2 separate regions of the Pan troglodytes genome follow, and region 2 is linked to region 1. A link is a contact called in public Hi-C data. All regions are on one chromosome and are shown on one strand. The core of a region is the stretch at or near the end of the contact, and the rest is flanking DNA. Distances in the headings are between cores, read along the strand shown. Region 1 overlaps AOPEP (aminopeptidase O (putative)). Region 2 has its middle 40 kb from the start of FBP2.

What was found. Hi-C and Micro-C count contacts between places; a contact is called where the count stands out from the background.
Region 2: a Hi-C map of stem cell-derived neural progenitor cells shows a contact between it and region 1, with 4 times the contacts expected there. The contact joins two enhancer-like sites. A contact is called at or near these places in 1 of 7 Hi-C or Micro-C datasets (stem cell-derived neural progenitor cells) and 1 of 1 datasets of contacts at active chromatin or transcription factors (stem cell-derived excitatory neurons).

What each region holds. Positions count from the first base shown.
Region 1 is chr11:43,720,797-43,727,632 of NHGRI_mPanTro3-v2.0_pri, forward strand. All of the region lies in intron 3 of AOPEP (aminopeptidase O (putative)), which reads right to left. Among named protein-coding and RNA genes, the nearest start is that of AOPEP, 55 kb to the right of the region's middle. Within about 2 kb of position 1,550, at least 10 of the 24 cell types and tissues checked have an H3K27ac peak or open chromatin away from gene starts, as enhancers often do. A contact at or near this core is called in stem cell-derived neural progenitor cells, where this site is marked.
Region 2 is chr11:43,955,023-43,961,920 of NHGRI_mPanTro3-v2.0_pri, forward strand. No RefSeq gene overlaps it. Among named protein-coding and RNA genes, the nearest start is that of FBP2, 40 kb to the left of the region's middle. Within about 2 kb of position 2,354, at least 11 of the 24 cell types and tissues checked have an H3K27ac peak or open chromatin away from gene starts, as enhancers often do. A contact at or near this core is called in stem cell-derived neural progenitor cells, where this site is marked.

The DNA of each region.
Region 1 (6,836 bases), core at 300-2,799:
AAATGCAAAAATTAGCCAGGCATGGTGGTGGGCACCTGTAATCCTAGCTACTCAGGAGGCTGAAGCAGGAGAATCACTTGAACCCAAGAGGCAGAGGTTGCAGTGGGCCAAGATTGCACCACTGTACTCCAGCCTGGGCGACAGAGTGAAACTCCATCTCCAAAATAAAAATAAAAATAAATAAAATTTAATTTTGAAAATAAGTATCATAATAAAGAGTGTTAAAACAGTTATCTTAATTATTTTTTCAATGACTTCTAAAAACTGTCCTGTGAATAGTTTTGAAGATTCTATTTTCCACAGGAGGAAGAATAATTCTCAGTGAAGAGGGAAAAAGGAAGAACATGAAGGAGTAGTCAGTTCATGAGAGGAGAGAGAACTTTTTATACTAAACCTGTGAGAAACTTAGCTGAGATAATTATTTTTCATAAAAAATTTTAAGAGAAGAAAAATCAAGATATAGTAGTCATTTTTACACATCAGTCATGCCTACCAATAGTAAATTAAATAAGAAATTTATGAAAAGTCAGTGTCCTATTCGTAGGTGAGTCTTGGATAAACTCACTTAATATAATTAAAAGCACAGCTATAACCACACACACATAACCACTCTGCTTGTGCAGAGGCTAAGTTAGATCATAGCTCTGCCAAGTTAAGCATCTCATGGAACTTCTCATATTAAAGAGTTATTGTTTTCACTGCAAATTAAAACAGGCACTTAAATTCTTCCTATGAAAACCATCCATTTTACTTTTTCAACCTCTCCACTATAGGTTAGACAAACAGCATGAAGCATTCGGAAATATCAAATTGATACGTGCTTTTATTTAACATATAATCTTTCTTTCCTCAATCCTTCAGTAGCCCCTGCTACTTTGCTACCTCAAAATTGTTTCTTTCTCTAACCACAATTCCTTATTTCAGCAATTCCTATCCAAACTATTATATATGTTATGATTACTTTGGAACATCTTTGTATCACAAATTAAAGATGCCTAACAATGTTTACAGGAATATGTATATTCAGAAACATGTACACTTATAAGTGTATACAGACATACTATAGAGAATGTATATATCATATATTTTAAATATATAATATACATACATCTGTACAATAAATATAATACATTCACGAAAAGGAGAGAGAGCTCCCCATTTTGGCTGCTCTTCCCCTCCTGGCCTCCTTCTCCACTGCTTGGGTCTTTCAGCAAACTCTAGCTTTCTGTCAGGACTTTGCAGATGCCGCGTCTACACCTTCCGGTTTTCTAAGTGAGTGCCACCCTGGTGAATACCCATAGCGTGACTGTCTCTTGTTAGTTCTTCTCCGCAGTTGCTCAAGGGTTGTAACTGGCACCAGAACAAACGAGACAGTAAGACGCCCTGGGCACCAGCATTGCCTAACCAGGGCGATGTGCCAGGTCAGGCCACCACTTTGCAAGCACTGATGCTACCCAGCAAGGCTTCGGTTTTCCTTGCCTGCAACATGGTACCGCCTCAGGCACAGGAGAGGCAAGAGAAATGACCTTCAAGATCATTCTTGTAAACTAGGTAAAAGAGCGCCATCTGCTGAACACAAGCGCCTCTATAGGTTTTCCTTGTTGGCTAACGGGATACCTAAAGGAATATGCCCCACCAGGCTTGTTATTCAAGTCTCACCGGCCACTCTGACCTTCAATGCAGGTGACCCAGTTCCCCTTAAGCTGGATCAGCTAATTTGACACAAAATCATACTGCTCCAGGTGGTCACAGGTAAACTTGAGTGCTTTACTCACATGGAACATTCATGTCAAGTCCAAGACAAAAATCCACAGCAATGAGAACTGGTATATACATGCCTGCCAGAATCATCAATGTCTGAAAGAAACCATGATGACTTTCACATATGTCGTGTACAGTAAGCGCAGTGCCAGGAGGGTAAGCAAGAACTAGTCAACAACAAATCACAAAACAAAAGAATTAACTGACACAGATTTAGAAATTACTGGCTCACCGGCATCTTTCTAATGGGAAAAGATGAATACGTTTACCCTTAAAAACATAGGAATGTATGTGTACTGGCATGGAATAAAGTTTCCCTAGTTCTAGAAACAAGGAGCTTTCTCTACTTTGCATTCTTTCTTTGTGAGGAAAATACTTAATCATAACCATTCCTAAATGCCTCTTAATTTACCATTTCCTCATACGTAATTCCTGGTTGCATACTATGGGAGCAGTCTAAATAGTACTGCTCATTTGAAAAGTTGGCTTTCAGTTGCATACAGGAGGGTCTGGACTCTCAGATCTTGGCTTTTTCCTGGAATTTCCCACACAAAGTCAAAAGAAAGAGAATGTCAGAGAGCTAGTCTATTGAGCAGGCCAGAGAGTAGCATTTTGCCCAGAATGAAGTAATGTCTACAGTCTTACTTTTGCACAAAAAAATGAAATCAGATCCTATGCAAGGGCACATGTAGTTTTTAACACCTTTCACTCGTTCATATGCTTTTTCTCCTTCATCTGGAAGGAGCTTCCATTAGGCAGTCTTCTTCATTTACTTGAGGCTTCCCACAAAAAACAGAAGCAGAGTATTTTCTTTTTCTTTTTTTGTTTGGTTTTTTTTTGAGACGGAGTCTCACTCTGTCACCCAGGCTGGAGTGCAGTGGCACGATCTTGGCTCACTGCAAACTCCGCCTCCCGGGTTCAAGCAATTCTCCTGCCTCAGCCCAAGTAGCTGGGATTACACGCGCCTGCCACCACGCCCGGCTAATTTTTTTTGTATTTTTAGTAGAGACGGCATTTCACTGTGTTAGCCAGGATGGTCTCGATCTCCTGACTTTGTGATCCGCCCGCCTCGGCATCCCAAAGTGCTGGGATTACAGGTGTGAGCCACGGCACCCAGCCCTCAGAGTATTTTATTTTTCTAGGAAGCAGGGATATACTAAATAAGACTCTATAAAAATAAAACTTTCACGCCTATAATCCCAGCACTTTGGGAGGCCAAGGCGGGCGGATCACAAGATCACGAAATAGAGACCATCCTGGCTAACACGGTGAAACCCCGTCTCTGCTAAAAATACAAAAAATTAGCCAGGCGTGGTGGCGGGTGCCTATAGTCCCAGCTACTCGGGAGGCTGAGGCAGGAGAATGGCGTGAACCCGGGAGGCGGAGTTGCAGTGAGCGGAGATCGTGCCACTGCACTCCAGCCTGGGCGACAGAATGAGACTCTGTCTCAAAAAAAAAATTAATTAAAAAAAATAAAACTGAACAAAAAATTACTAGAAGAAAATAATAATGTACTAAACCAATTCTTTTTAAAATTTATTGAGGCTGGAAAAAAGGCATAAACTGTAATTAAGCAACAAAAGCAAAAGAAATGACCCTGAAGTCGATTTTGTTACTATCACTAGTAGTTTTAAATGTTTCTTCCATGAACATACTACTTCTGCCTGATTATAAAGAACACATTTATTCCACAAATGCATATTGGGCACTTATTCTATACAAGGCACTGTATTAGGCATTGGGTCTCTGCACTCAATAGTTTAGCTATATTTTGGTAGAGAATATAGGCCAACAATAAGCCACAGGATAACATCTCTGTCTGCCCAAATCACATTATGCTGAGGAAGTTTAATAATAAAGGAGAATAATAAAAGAGCCAAGCAAGTTAATCTAAATCTATGGCCTTGTCTTAGCCTTCTTTAAAAAAAAAAAAGAATAACAACTGCTCAGCTAATAGAATTCTTACAATGGTCATCACCCTACATCCAAACCATTACCCTTCATTTTAAAAACAGTTAGGAGAAATGATTTCCCTTATGAAGCAAGGACCCAGAGGTCTGTCTTCTGATTTCTGTTCCCTGCCCAAGGGCTGCTGTCATTTCTGTTGCTGTTATCTGCTCCCAGGTGCCTTGCTTCTGTGGAAAAATCAGCTGGTGCCCGGGAAATGTGCTAATCAGGCCTATGTGTCACTGTGATGGAAACTGTGACTTGCTGGGTCGCGCTTTGCCAGTCATGTTTTCAAAGATAGCTCATCGTTTTAAAGGGCATTCTGCACAACAGAGTAGAGGTCCTATGAGACCAATCTGCCAATTGAGAAAACATGACTTAGAAAGGAAATAGCATCATCTTGTATCCATATCCCCTTTCTCTAAGGAGTGCAGATACATTTGTAGACATTATTCCATCCTCAGAACAGCCATTTTGGTTCTGGCAAACAGCTTTATTAGTACTGTTTCCTGATTGTCCTCTGATAAACCCTGTCTGTGGGAGGAATTGCAGTATTAAGCATAGAGTTCTTTTATCTTGTCTAGCTTAATTCTCCCTCAGCTTGAACTGGCAAAGATTGTTCTGTGATATCATATAAGGTGTAAGTGGTGTGAACATAAGTAAATCTCAATAAGCATCTATTTTATTACTCTGTCCTCAACTGGAATTTGGGGGAAAAAAAAGGTCCACAGATATATTCCTGGGGTTATAAAAGTTTTTCATATTTAAAGTTAATTCTCAATTTTTTGATAATAATCTTCAAATAGATACACAACAACAGACAGACAGATGAATATGACAGAGGTCAGAAAACTTTTTTCTGTAAAAGACCAGGTAACAAATATTTTAGGCTTTGCAGGACCTTGTTGCCAATACTCAACTCTGCTGTTGTAACATGAAGGCAGTCAAAGACAACGGCCATGATCCAATAAAACTTTATTTACAAAAACAGGCAGTGGACTAGATTTAGCCAGCAGGCCATAGTTTTCTGACCCCTAAAATCATCCAGATGTGAGTACTGCCAAATGATTTCAGAGTTCCCATATGTATTAGTGTGTATGATTGCATGGGGACGTGTAGGACTGCGATAATTATCATGAGATAATGAGAAAAGAACATAAGGATGATGCTTTTGGCTGAGTAAAGGCCAAACGATATCACAGCATGCTGTGTAAACAAAAGTTTACAGGGAGATGAAAGACAAGTGGTGGAGAACTGGATTATTTTGTGGCTCAGGGTAGAACAGGTGTTCAGTCTCAAAAGAAACTGCATGGAGCCGTCAGCACCATATTCATATTGTAAGGGGCAATTTCATGTCAGCAAAATATTAATATTTACATTCAATTTATATTTATATATTTATATCAATATAAAATTCAAATTATAAATTATAAATTTGAATTTTATTGATTTGCTAGTTTGATCTGCATTTCATTTATAATTTTATTTTGGCTTTACGGATGTGTAAGAGTTGTAAGAACACAGAGTTCATATCTAGTCTTAGATCTATAGTTTTTGAAATGTCATTCTAATATAAATAATTTAAGTCAACTGTGGTAAATCATGAGACCTTTCCCTCTAAAAAGAAGAATAATGCTCAAGTTTGGGAAACATTGTCAAACACAAGGCTTTACTGCAGGGCCAAACCATGAATGAGAAAATATGTAGGCTTGGTGAGGTGAGGGTGGGGAGAGCCATATGGCATCTTGGGAGGTGGAGTTATCACAAGCACACTGCTATAGGCAGAAATGTGAGTAGGCCACCTATCAGTGCCTATCTGAAATTGCAGTGTTTCATATACTTAATTCAGCAAGTCAGGGAACCAAACAGAGACAACAGAGAAAAAGCCTGTGTGAGTCTAGCAGAACCTGACTGGACAATTGCCAGCAAGACACTAGAGCCCAGATAAAGAAGCTGCATGTATCTGCCAACCCCTTTAATCCAGTCAGGTTGACACCTAAAATTAACCACCGCACATATACAATAAATGTCTACTTTTTTTTTTTTTTAGACAGTATCATTCTGTCACCCATGCTGAAGTGCAGTGGTGTGATCTCAGCTCACTGCAACCTCTGCCTCCCTGGTTCAAGCAATTCTCTTGCCTCAGCCTCCTGAGTAGCTGGGATTACAGCCGTGTACCACCACGCCCAGCTAATTTTTTCGTATTTTTGTAGAGACGGGGTTTCACTATGTTGCCCAGGCTGGTCTTGAACTCCTGGCCTCAAGTGATCCGCCCATCTTGGCCTCTCAAAGTGTTGGGATTACAGATGTGAGCCACCACGCCTGGCCATAAATGTGTACATCTTAAATGTGTTGTTCAATGAGATTTCACAGATAAACACACTTACATAATTAATCATTACCCCCATGAACATTTCCATTACCCCAGAAATTCCGCTGTACCCTTGCACTCATTTCTTCCTAACCCCATTCCAGCCAACCACTGATCTGGTTTCCATCAGTACAGACTGGTTTGACTTCTTCTCAAAATTCATATAAAAAGGGTCATTCAGTGTGACTCTATTTTACTCAGCATAATGTTTGTGAGATTCATCCACATTGTTGCAGGTGTCACTAGCTATTTTTTTTTTTTTATCAGTAGTGGTCCATTGTGTGAATAAACCATAATTTGTTTATCCATCTACAATTAGACTGTTTTTGGTCATTATGGAAAATGTGCTGTGAACAATCAGGTATTAATCGTTTTGTGGACGTAGGTTTTCATTTCTCTTGGGTAAATACTCAAGAGTAAAATTGCTAGATCGTGTAAATATATGTTTAAGTTTGTGAGTATCTGCCAAACTATTTCCAAAGTGGTTGCATTCTTTCATACTCTCACCAGCAATGTGTGAGAGTTCTAGTTGCGGCTTATCCTTGGAAACACTTGGTATTTTCTGTCCTTTTAATTTTAGCCCTCTAACTAGGTGTAAAATACTATCTCATTATGGTTTTAATTTGCATTTCCCTGATGACAATGTTGAGCACCTTTTCATGTACTTTGCACATTCTTATATCTTCTTTTGAAAAGCATCTGTTCATGTCATTTGCTCATTTTTTTTCATGTGGGGTTTTTTGTTGTTTTATTATTA
Region 2 (6,898 bases), core at 1,104-3,603, 240 kb after region 1:
GTGGGACCAGGCAAGGCCCTGGAGGAAGCAAGGCTCTCCTTTCCCACTTTAGCTTGGGCAGGGTGGGGCATACAGCCCACAGACACATTTCAACTTGAGTGTCATTCTGTACACAACATCGTTCCTCAGTCTAGCATGGCTTGGCAGCTTTAGCAGACGCAGCAAAATCTTATTACACTACCAAAAAATTTTCACCTTCTCAAAAAGGAACAAAGATTTTCTTCTTTTCCCAAAATGAAAACTTCATAAAACATAGATGAAAGATATTAAAGCAGACACAAGTAAATGGAAAGATATCCCATGTCCATGCACTAGAAGAATGTTAAAATATCTATATCACCCAATGCGATCTACAGAATCAATGCAATCCGTGTTCAACTACAAGACATTCTTCATTTAAATAGAAAAAGAATCTTAAAATTCACATGGAAGTTCAAAATACCTCAGATAGACAAAAGAATCTGGAATAAAAAGAAAAGCTGGAGGCATCACACTACCTGATTTCAAAATATACTACAAATCTATGGTAAGCATGGTACTATCAAAACAGTATGGTACTATCAATAAAAGGGGCAGGGGAGAGACAGAGAGATGAACGAATGAGACAGACAGACATAGACAAGTGAAACAGAATAGAGAAATCAGAAATAAATTCACGCGTTTACGGTCAACTCATTTTTAACAAAGGCCCCAAGAACACACATTCGGGAAGGACAATCTCTTCAATAAACTGTACCAGGAAAACCCAACACCCACATGTACGAGAATACATCTAGGCCATTACCTTACCATATACAAAAATCTACTCAAAATAAATATTTAAATGCAGGACCTGAAACTATGAAACTACCAGAGAAGAAAACATAGGATAAAATGCTTCATGAAATTGGTTAGGACAAGGAATTTTCAAATAGACATCAACAGCACAAGCAACAAAAGCAAAGATGTAATTACGTTAAACTTAAAGCCTTTTCCAAAGCAGAGGAAGCAATCAGTATAATGAAGACAGAACCCAGAGAATGGAAGAAAGTATTTGCAAACTATGCATCAGGCAAGAGGTTAATACACAAAACATCTAAAGAACTCAAACTACTCAAAAGTGAAAATACAAATAATCTTATTTTTAAAAATCTACCCAAAACCTTTGTCCCCCACCATTTCCCCACCTTCTTTTCCTGACCGCATTTGGCCCTCTCCCTCTCACCACCCTTTCTCTTCCTCCATCTACCCCAAACTTTTTCACCGTTTTCTCCCTACCGTCATTTCGCAAAGCCTTCTCTACTCTCCCGCTCACCACGCTTTTCCCCATCCATCTACCCAAACACTTTCTCCCACCGTATTTTTTTTCCCACCGTATTTTCCCCCTTCTCCCTGGCCACCCTCTTTTTCCCCCTCCCGCTGTCATCACGCCCTTTTGCTCCTTCATATAAGCAAAAACATTTCCTCCCGTCTTTTCCCAAAGCCTTTTCCCCACTGCTGCTCACCACCCTCTTTTCCCCCTTTATCTACCCAAAAACTGTTTTCCTCATCGTCTTTCCCCTGGCTCCTCCTTGCCACTCTCCTTCCCTTCTCCATCTACCCAAAAACATTTCCCCACCATCTTTTCTCAAAGCCTTTTCCCCACTCCTGCTCACCTCCCTCTTTTCCCCATCTACCCCCCAAAATTTCCCCATCTTTTCACAGTCTGCCCCTGCTTCCCACTCGTTCTCTTCTCTCCCCTATCCTGCTTGCCACCCTCCTTTTTGCCTTCCATCTACCCCAAACTATTTTCCCGTCTTTTCCCCAAACTTCTTTCCCTGCTCCCTCTCACCACCCTCTTTTCTCCTCCTCCTTGTCACCCTCTTTCCCTCCTCCATCTACCCAAACACTTTTTACCTACCATCTTTTCTCCACCATCTTTCTTTTCTGCCACTGTTTTTTCGCAAAACCTTGTCTTCCTCCCGCTGGTTACCCTCTTATTCCTTCTCCCACTTGCTATCTTCTTTTGCTCCTCTACCCAAAAACTTCTCTCCCCACTGTCTTTTCACAAAACCTTCTCTCCCTACTGCTCGCCCGTTTCCCCCCCCACCACTCTTTCCTCTTCCCAATTGCCACCCTCTTTTCCCCCTTCATCCACCCATAAACTTTCTACCCACCGTCTTTCTGCAAAACCTTCCTTCCCTCCCTCTCTGCACCCTGTTTTTCCACCTCCATCTACCCAAAAACTTTTTTCCCCACCATCTTTTCCCCATCATCTTTTTGCAACGCCTTCTCCTCCTCGCTATCCTTTTTTCCCTTTGGCACTAACCACACTCTTTACCCACCTCTATCTATCCCAAAACTATCTTCTTCTTCCTACCCCTCCAGCTGCGCTGCAATGTCCACCGCCACCACCAACCGCAGCGAGGCGAGCCGCGCCATGGTGCCACGGCTCAAGCCTCCAACATACGACCTGTGACTCCTTTTCCTGGTCTTCTAAGCCGGGCACTGAGCAGCTCAATAGAAACATACGGAAACCTAAAAAAAAAAAAAACAAAAAAACGTAACTCTGCTTCAGCATTATTTATATCCTGAGGTTATGCGCATGCCGGTTCCTAGACTGCATGTTCTGATTGGATGAGAGCAAGTCTTAAGACAACCAATCACAGCATGAAAATAAAGTCCAATCAGAGTAGGCCTAGAGGTTTTTCTCTCATCCGATCAGAACACGTAGTCCGGGGTCTCCTAACCTCAGTATATAAAGCATGCTGAGGCAGCGGCGCGTCATTTCTGGCACTTATGTGTGGGTGTGGGGAGCTACTACGTACCCGGCTTAAAGAACTGGAAGGCTCAGTCACTTTTCGCCCCCTGGAGCCTGGAGCCTGGGGCACTCCCTCCCTGTTGGTGGTGGTGGTGACGGAGCGGTAGGAGGGAGGCTAGCGGCGAGAGCTTCTCCTGCCGGGCTGGAAGACAGAAGAGGCACCGCCGCATGCTGGAGGCTGGAGCCGGAGCTTGCGCCTCCGCGGCTCGCCTCGCTGTGGTTGGTGGTGACATCAGAGACCGCAGCTCGGCCACAGTGGTAGAAATGTGGTAGGGTAGGTGAGTTATCCAGGGCTGCACTGCCCTCTTCTGGGGGTAAGGGTTGGATGTCCTATAGGGGCTCACTGCCAAAGGCTACACTGCCTGTGGCATTGGACTGTTTGGGGGCACTCTCTGGGGTTGCATTGCTGGTGGTGGAATGGGGGGCTACACTGCCCGAGGTGGCAGGGGTGGTCGGGAGAGGCAGGTTGTGTACACTAACGTGTACTGCCAGTGGCGGTGGATGGCTTAGGGGCGTTGTCTTCTGCTGCACTGTCTGTGGCAGGGGCGGGTTGGGTGGAATTATCTGGGGCTACAATGCTGGCAGTGGGGGGTGGTTTAAGGGCATGGTCCGGTGCTGCACTGCCTGTGACTGGGGGTGCGCTATCAGGAGCTGCACTGCCCATGGCGGGGTGAGGGTGGGGCGGGTTTGGGGCGCTGTCTAGTGCAGCAATACCTGTGGCTGCGTCAGGTGGGCACTATCGGGTGCTAACACTGCCTGCGGCCGAGGAGTTGGGATGTTTTGGGGGGGTATTGGTTACATTGCCTGCAGCTGTTGGGTGTGCTATCCCAGGGTTACAGGGGGCAGGTTAGGGGTGCTATCGGGGGCTATACTGCCAGTGGGGTTGGTGGGCTGCAGAGGCAGCAGCGGCAGCGACAGCTGTGGCCTCCTTCCTCTTTCTGGTGGCCTCCATGGAAGGATGGAGTTCTCCTCTTCCCGGACTCCAGACTCTAGAGGGTGATCTCTTCGTGCTTATGCAATCTTGAGAACCACAGGGCTCTCACACCCACTGTGGTTCCCTGGCCCACGCCCTCACGCACGCTCTGTGTTGTGGAGACCACCTGGGACTACCGGGCAGGGAATAGAGGGCACCAGGGGGAGGGAGGGGGACAGGGCACTGTGGGTGGAGGCGTCAGGAATGGGAACCAGCACTTGGGTGGAGAGGGCTGGCTGGGTCTGAGTTTCTCCTACACGGGCTCCCCGAAGAGCGCAGTGCCGATGGGCCCAGCAATTCCTGGCCAGCTGGACTTGGCCAGGAGCCGGTTTCAGTGAAGGCACTCACACCCAGCCCAGGCCCCAGTTCCTGGCCAGCTTTTGCCAGAAAGAGAGGCTGGACTTTGGAGGGTGGGTGTGAGTGCCTTTAATGAAACTGGTCCCTGCCGCCCAGTGGCCAGCGTGACAAGGTGAAGCTCTAACACTTCCACTCCCTGCATCCTGTTCTAGGTTTCTCTGGCTTTGCCTGCGCAACTGCTCCCAGCCAGGCTGGAGGAGGAGGAGGAGTCACCTGTGGTATGCTGGAGCCTGTAGATGGCGTGGCTCTGCAGCTTGCCTCATGAGGTTGGTGGCAGCAACAGAGACTGCAGCTTGACCAGAGTGGTAGGAGGGCACCCGTGGGGGCCAAGTGATAGGAGGCTTGTAGGGTGGGCTGGTGCATTGAGGGCAACAGCGGTTGTACTGGCATCGGCGCTAGCGTTGGTAGCAGCGGCAAGTCTGGGGGCTGGGAAGGGGAGTAGGAGCGCTCACGGGCCCATCCTGTCCTGGGGTGGGGACGAACCTTAAGGTGTTATAATGCGGGCCTCGGTGGCAGCGGTGGAGGTGCATGTAGGGTAAGGAGGAGTCTTCCCCCTTGTCCTGCAATCTCTGGAGGGTGCCCTCCTCCTGCTGGCGCCTGAGCCAGGCATGAGTGGCAGCATTGTCTAATTCTTAACAAAATTCAGGGGGTGACTCTTTGTGTATCTTTTCGCTTGTTTTTTGTTGTGATACTCTTGGACTTAACTCAAATTTCATGAATCGAGGAAAGGATAAAAGGTATAATAGGCCTTCTAATTCACGCACCTGTTCTTTTTCCTTTCTTCCAGTCTGTATTTTCTTCTTGTTGTTCCTCTTCATTTTCTTTTGCTGCTGCTGCTTCTATTTGATGTTTCTATTCTTGTTTCTCCTTTTTGTTTTCTTTATGCCAAGCAATGACCTTAAACAACAAGCCCAAACTGAGAGAAAAATAAACTTGTCACTGTGATGTATTTTTAAAATAACTGGTCCCTTACTATGTTTTAGAGATGAGGAAACAAATAAGTTGTATAATTAGTTGAATAGCATGATTTCATTATTGTGTTAACCCACTTAGGCCTAGTGTTCCATTATTGGAACGCTAAGCATGTGGGAGTTACTTATACTGCTCAAGGTCATTGACAAGGTCTGATTTTTCACTCATGCAAAAATTCAAAAAATTGCAACCTCTGGCATAAATGGGCTAATGAGTTGTAAGTAGTTATCCAAGGAATCAAAAAGTGAAGCATCACATAAGATACTGGTAGCAAAAGGCCATTTCATCTCTCAAATATTTGTCTGGAGCTATGTAAGAGTCACTGGGGTAATAAGTTCTAATTTATGAGATTATTAAGTGAACCATATTCCCTTCATTTTATTTCTCTGCAACCATTTTGAAGAGTATCATCATCTGCATGAGCAAACCTGGTTCATCACCACATTTTTGCAAGAGGCAAATGAAGGGGGGGAACCATGTGTATAATCTTGCAAGGCAGAGATTCACTACCAAAAACAAGGCTTTATTAACTTTTGCCTTTAAGAACCTGCAGTGTTGAGCTCTCTTTTAATCATAGTATTACTACCTTTGGTATGAACTCTTTTTTTTTAAAACTGATTACTCTAGAAGTTTATGCATTTTCTTAGCTGCCTTAAAGACAATCTATATTGTATCATTTTTCAAGCCCACAGAAATGTGTAAGGCCTATAATTCTGACACTTTTCAGTTATTTTTAAGGTTATGAGCATGTGAAATACTGTTGATATATGGAAGAATGTGTGTAAATACCACTAGATAGCTTATTTTGAAGAGATAGTATCTAAATTTTTGTCCAGAGTAGATTGGTTGCAGTTTCTTAAGTTTGTTTGTCAATACATTTCCTCAATGTTTTAAACCATATAGAAATTTGAATATGTTTAACCTCATATAGCCCTTTATTTATAGGTTTAATATTTCTAAAGACTAAGGACATCACAGCCTCCTTTAAGATTCAGTAATAATAAAATTTGAGATATGTAGGATTAGAATCCAACAAATTCAGAGGAAAATTGTTAAATTATATAGCTGTAGAGCAGGAATGAAACCCAGATTCTAAGCTCTAAGGGGGCCATGAGCTACCATACAGGTGCATCCATGACTGGGCATAGAGTCGGCAAAATTACAGGATGGTTAAGACAGTGAGCTGTGGAGCCTGACTCTATGTGAACATGAATTTTTAAACCACATGGTGCCTCAGTTTATCCACCTTTACAGTAGGGACAGTAGTAAGTTCTTTTTTTGCTCAGTTGTCTGGATTATTTCCCTAATCTTTCTTGTTGCCACTCTTGATGCCCACATGAGAGAATCTAAGGTAATTTCTGATAGCCTGAGACTGCTGAAGGAAAAACAGAAGGTGCCACAAACCCATTTTAGGAGAAACCTCTGTTTTCCTCATGGAACCCCAAGAACTTTAAGCAGACAGGTCCCTCTCAAAATCTAAGGCTCTCCTCTGTTTTGCCTTGCATTATCTGACCTTTTTGGTTTGAGTGGGCATCAGAAATTAGTAGAGGGAAGAGATCTAAAGAAAGTTGTGGATATGAAGATGTATTTATGGTAAGAAATATTATGAAGGAAAGAAATGTTATGTGAGAGAGGATCTTGTATGGCAGATTCTTGTCCTAAAGTAGAATGACTAATCACAACAGAGGGAAATACAGGACAAGTCACAAAGTTCAATCATGTCCTAGATGGTCTGTGGAAGTTGTGTTAGGGTTCATAAAATGTGAAAGAAAAACTTACAACTGCTAGATCGTGTCCTGTCCAGAAGTGTTGTGTAT